Linked DNA regions of Hordeum vulgare: region 1 is linked to region 2. A link is a contact called in public Hi-C data. All regions are on one chromosome and are shown on one strand. The core of a region is the stretch at or near the end of the contact, and the rest is flanking DNA. Distances in the headings are between cores, read along the strand shown.

What was found. A called contact is a pair of places that touch in the nucleus more often than the background predicts.
Region 1: a Hi-C map of leaf shows a contact between it and region 2, with 4 times the contacts expected there. The contact joins the promoter of LOC123410425 here to the enhancer-like site in region 2. A contact is called at or near these places in 3 of 6 Hi-C or Micro-C datasets (leaf and seedling) and 1 of 1 datasets of contacts at active chromatin or transcription factors (embryo).

Annotation. Positions count from the first base shown.
Region 1 is chr1H:332,375,752-332,378,451 of MorexV3_pseudomolecules_assembly, forward strand. It overlaps LOC123410425 (auxin-responsive protein SAUR32-like), which reads left to right and starts at 1,324. Exons shown (of 1, transcript XM_045103370.1): 1 at 1,324-2,202. The coding sequence starts at 1,572. The coding sequence ends at 1,934.
Region 2 is chr1H:332,115,416-332,118,115 of MorexV3_pseudomolecules_assembly, forward strand. No RefSeq gene overlaps it. Among protein-coding and RNA genes, the nearest start is that of LOC123410416, 29 kb to the left of the region's middle. Within about 2 kb of position 1,391, at least 2 of the 3 cell types and tissues checked have open chromatin away from gene starts, as enhancers often do. A contact at or near this core is called in leaf and seedling, where this site is marked.

The DNA of each region.
Region 1 (2,700 bases), core at 74-2,573, 260 kb after region 2:
GTCTCCATGACCGCCGTCGGGCAAATGGTGCCGGCCGTGGCATTTATGTTTCCCGATCGAGCGCACAGCGGTAATCACGGGGCTATGAAGGAAACGGTTTACCTTGCACTAAGATACGCGATGGGTCCACGGGGTGCGCGAGGCCCTCTGGTTGAAGAAGAGGCCTCCGGTTGAAGAAGAGGCCGGGGTCGCATCGTTGTTGAAGTAGAGGTGCGCATGTGTCGACGATGGCGATGGACGACGTAACCTGATCTTAGATTAAAATATTAAAAAAAACACCAATCAAGCGACCAGTGAAAGAGAGAAAACCCGGATTAAGAGATCGGGAAAAATAGTATTTAGAGCAGCCGGTCAACACGACTGGCGGACGAACCCTAGGTACGGCAACGTGGACCCATCGCGTATCTTAGTGCAAGGTAAACTGTTTCCTTCATAGCCCCGTGATTACCGCTGTGCGCTCGATCAGGAAACATAGATGCCACGGCCGGCACCATTTGCCTTCACCGCCGTCGGGTTGTTATGGTTTTGTTTGAGATCGTGTTTATTATAAATATTATTATTAATACTATTCTAGAGACCGGGGGCAGCAATAAGAGCGTAAGATACATGAGAATTCAGAGCGGACTTTTGTCATACAATACATACGCAAGTGTCTGAATCCGGTACAGCTGGTGACGCCTGCATAGAATATTTCCGGTCAACTTGCAAACTTTGCGAGCGAGCGAGCGAACGAACGAATACCTCAGCGTCTCGGCCAAAGAATCCGGCCGAACCGTTATATGCCAGAGAAGAATATCCTTCTCCGTTATTATCCACCTCGAACGAACCCGTCGATTGGATCCCAAGCATACATACGGCCACCTCCTCTTCCTCTTCCTCCCCGTAGCCAAGTCAACCCCAAACCGAGAGAGAGAAACCAAATAGTACACGCGAGAAAACAATAACAAACCGAGAGATCTCAAAAAAAAAAATGATATCGAGAGTCCCAAGACCGAGCCAAGCAAATCGTAACCGCCAGGCCTGCATCCTCATCTGAACCCAGACCGGCCGCCCCTGGCCGCAACCGCAACCGCAACCGCAACCACGCGCACCCCCGGCCTGACCTGACCTGACCACCCTCCCCTTCCTTCCTTCCTTCCTTCTGCCCAAAGAAACACCGCCCACGCGAGGTCGGTCGCGTCTCCACGGGTCCGGGCTCGCTCGGGTAACGGAGACGGGACGGGCACGGGAAGGGAACGGCCAGCGCGTGCCAGGTTACCAACCCCGCACCGCGCCGCGCCGGGGGCTCCTGGCCTGGGCCGCTATAAAAGGGGGGCTCCCTCGCCTCCCAAACCTCCCCCTCTTCTTCCTCGCCAACAACGACCATCACCACAGCAAAACAAGGGAAACCAACCATGTCCAACGTGCCCACCTCCCTCCGCGACTCCTCCCTCACCGTCTTCCGCCTCGCCATCTCCAGCTCCGACCCCTGGCCCTTCTCTTCCTAACCCTCTCGAGTTCGACCGATCTCCCTCTCCCCTCCTCCTTCTTCACCAGAAGCCCTCGTCCGGTCCTCGCCTCCGATCGATCCGATGCACCTCAGGCAGCAGCAGCAGCACCACAGGGCGGAGATGGTGGCGCCCAAGGGGTGCGTGACGGTGCGCGTGGGGGCCGAGGGGGAGGAGCAGCGCCGCTTCGCCGTGCCGCTCGACCACCTCAAGCACCCGCTCTTCGGGGCCCTCCTCGACGAGGCCGAGCGCGAGTACGGCTTCAGGCACCAGGGCGCCATCGCCATCCCCTGCCGCGTCGACCGCTTCGTCCACGTCGAGCAACTCATCGACCGCGACCTCGGCGTGCAGGGCCACCAGCTCGTCGACCTCGACTGCGGCGCCACCACCGCCCACTCCCACGGCCACCTCCACCTGCCGCGCTTCGTCGGCTGCTTCCGCGCCTGACCCGTGGATCCATCGAGGGGTTCGCTTCTTCTTGCTGTTTCTTTAGGGTTGGTTGGTTGAGTAGTTCTCTCCCGTATGCTAGGTGCTAGCTGGCTGGTTTGTTTCGCCCCTCCGCTCTCCATCTTCAATTCGGTGTTGGGTTGTTATGGCTGTTCTCGATTGGTTTGGTTTGTGCTGGGAGAATCGGCCGGAGGACGAATTCGATGTTGATGACGACGACAAATTATGATCCAAGTGTAAAGAGATAATATAATTGTTACTAGCTTAATTCTGTCTCTTCTTTTTTCCCTTTTGTCATGTCAATTTGATGCTCTCCGCAGAAAAAGTGAGGGAATATATTGTTGCTTGTCTACGCGATTTCATCAAACATCTATACGCCCCAGTCTTTTGACGGGAAATTACAAAGGAAATTGTCAATAAATGCATCTGAAAAAGTAGATGGAAAGCATACTTTGTCTTAAGTAGTAATGTCTCGCACCAATAAATACGTGTCAGACGGCACAATTCACAACACAAATTGATATGCATACGAGGTGGAGAATGATAGGATGCCAAGTTTCCACATATATTCCCTTCTCCACCTTGGTGAGCATATCCAAGTTATATTCCGGGTTCGTTTCTATTCCTAATTGAGTACTGTAGTTCTTCATCATCAGTAGGAGTATTATCTTCGATTCAGATTTATGTACTAATTCTATTCCTAATTGAGTAGTTCTTCATTTTTAGTAGGAGTATGATCCTAGATTCAGATTTAGGTACCAAAATT
Region 2 (2,700 bases), core at 141-2,640:
TTGACGTTTTGTACGAAATTTTGGCTCTATGTCCATATTTTCTGTAATAACTTTGGCACTCTCAATATTAGAATAGAAGCCTTCATCTTTGTACTTCTCAAAATATGAAATGACTCCTTCAATGTGTTCAGAGTAGCATCGATGCACACAATTTTTTCCTGTAACTTTTTGCTCACCATATTGGCAGAAAATAGAATATCATGCCAAATAACCATACCAACTAAAGTCTCTAATTTCCCAAGTGCATTGAACAAAGATTGAGCATCACTTACTGCAGCTGGACTTCTGTTTCGACAGCATTGGAACACCTAAGGTTGCAATTTCCAAAGAATTATTAGCTCAACTGATCAAAAGAATTAGGGCACTAGGCCAATATCAGATGATAGATCATACCTTTATGCTGAAACCATGAGTAAAGCAGAGGAGCGCGAATAGGCTATCCAAGGGCAAGGATCCAGCCTGGGTGATCTGCCGATCTCCACTGCAGTCCTCGGGCGCGGCGCACAGGCACAGGGGCTTCAAGGGCGGCGAAGGCAGGAGGCCGAGGCGTCGAAACAACCAGGCGTAAGGCGTTTCTGCCTTTCTGGCTTCTGGGTGGCTGGACGATTGATCGGTGGATCAATCGTGTAGGTACAAGCAGCGCGTACAAGTCTCCCGATCACGATCAGGACTTGATCTTTAGGCTTCAAGCCTTTAGTTTTTTTTTTCAACCCATATAGCAGCACGTATACTTATACATATGTAATGATGGCCTCCCCCAAAACATGGGCCCTTGGACGTCGCCCATGTTCGCCTAGGGCCAGAGCCGGCCCTGCTATGCAGTATCCTCCGCGCGATGTGCGCTCTTTCCCTATGGAAAACATGCTAGCCCACATGGGATAAGAGCATCTCCAACCGTCCGTATGTTCAATCGGTGGTATAAGTGTTCACATCATCAACCAACAACACATCTTACAAGCTCTTCAATAGAGTGTATGTTAACTGTATGTAAAATAACTAAGTGGGTCCATTAAATGTTGAAGAAATAATCATATTTGCTTCGGAGCTTGTGCATGAACCGTTGCTTTAAGTTCATACAGTTTCATTCTCTCTCTTCTTTTGTTATGTGACATGTCATCAAGCGACAATTTTACCAACGATGATCATACGACCATTGAAGATGGTCTAACAGAACAGAAGCAGGCGTCATGCGCTCTTTCCCTCTACAAACATGCTAGAAGCTTGCGCAAGCATGGCGTGCTGTGTCGTGTGCGCATCGCCAGACGTACGTACGCCCATGAGTACGTGAGTAACCAACCGGCACGCTTGCGTCGGCCGCGCGCTGCTGCCTGGCAAGCCTTCGCCCGATCCCGCGCGCCGCCCCTTCCCGGTTCCCACGCGACGCCAAGGACAACCGACCCATAGAGAGTTAAATGCGCCGTCGTAGACTCGTAGTGCTAGTAGTAGTCCCCTGCACTCCTCCCACATCCGGCATGCACACGCACGACACGCACGAGACGTGTCGAGACCTTGCCTAGCAGCTACAGCGGCCAGCGCGTGGCCTGGCGCGGGCGGAGGGAACCGGTCGACCGATCCTGCCGCGACCGCGGCTCCGTTGCACCAACCGACCGCACTGGCTCCGCGTCCAGCGGGCGGGCGCGCCGGAGCCGAAGAGTTTTACACGCGCCGCAAGCTAGCTAGCGATCGAGCTGTATCCATCCGTGATCCGTCGATATGGTGGCAGTACATGTCATGGAGACGATGGGTTCGATTCCTTCCAGATAGACGGGCCGTGTGTTGTGTTCCATGTGGGGGGCGGACCGTGGTGCCCCCCCAGCTTTGACGGGGAGACGCGCCGTGTGGCGCGGTCCAGCTACGTACGTATACCTCAGCAGCTGCTTTCCATAAAAAAAAGCTACGTACCTCACCGGTGCTCCGGTGGGATCGACGCGGTCAGGTCCAGATTTTCTGACCGTTCCGTGGCGCCGGACGGTCCTGCATATGCCATTTTCTCTCTATAAAATGGTGGGAATTGTCAACCCATGGTGCGCCACATGTGTCGTCGTGGGCTAGTGGAAACGTAATCATCAGCTTTATTTTCCGCTCAACTCAACTAGTTGATCAAGTTGACCAAATCGAGAGGAGAGGAGAGTCGCGACCCGGCCCTTCCGCTTCTCGTACTGACCATACGTGGAATATCGCCAATAAATTCATGAGGACATGAAATTTGACTATACTCAATCCAAATAGGGGGCTGTGGGTCCAGCACCTAACCCCCTTGCCACGTCTGACAGCTCCGGCGCATTCGATCTCAGGTAGCCTGCTTGTTGGCGACGGCACTCATCCATCACTTTGATGAGTTTGCCGTGGTGTATATAAATGCAATCTCTTGTTTAATTGTTTTCTGTGGAAGACAGAGAGGGATATATCATGACCATTCACAATGTATTGCCAGAGAAGATCAGAATCTAAACTAGGACCCTCCAAAACTGGTGCCCGGTAATGCGTGAAGGCAAAAAGAATACAAGCCTTTATCGTGGTGCGCATTCCACGACACTGGGCAAATCTATCATGTGGTGCTCTCTCAACCCTTGGCACGGAAAAAATCTCGCGGAGCTCCCACAGAATCTAGACCCATCCTTAGCCGTGAGACTCTTCCGAGAGGCCCCCGGTACGTCCGTGCAAGCCAGGTGGTGAACGATCGCCGTGGAAGAAGACGAG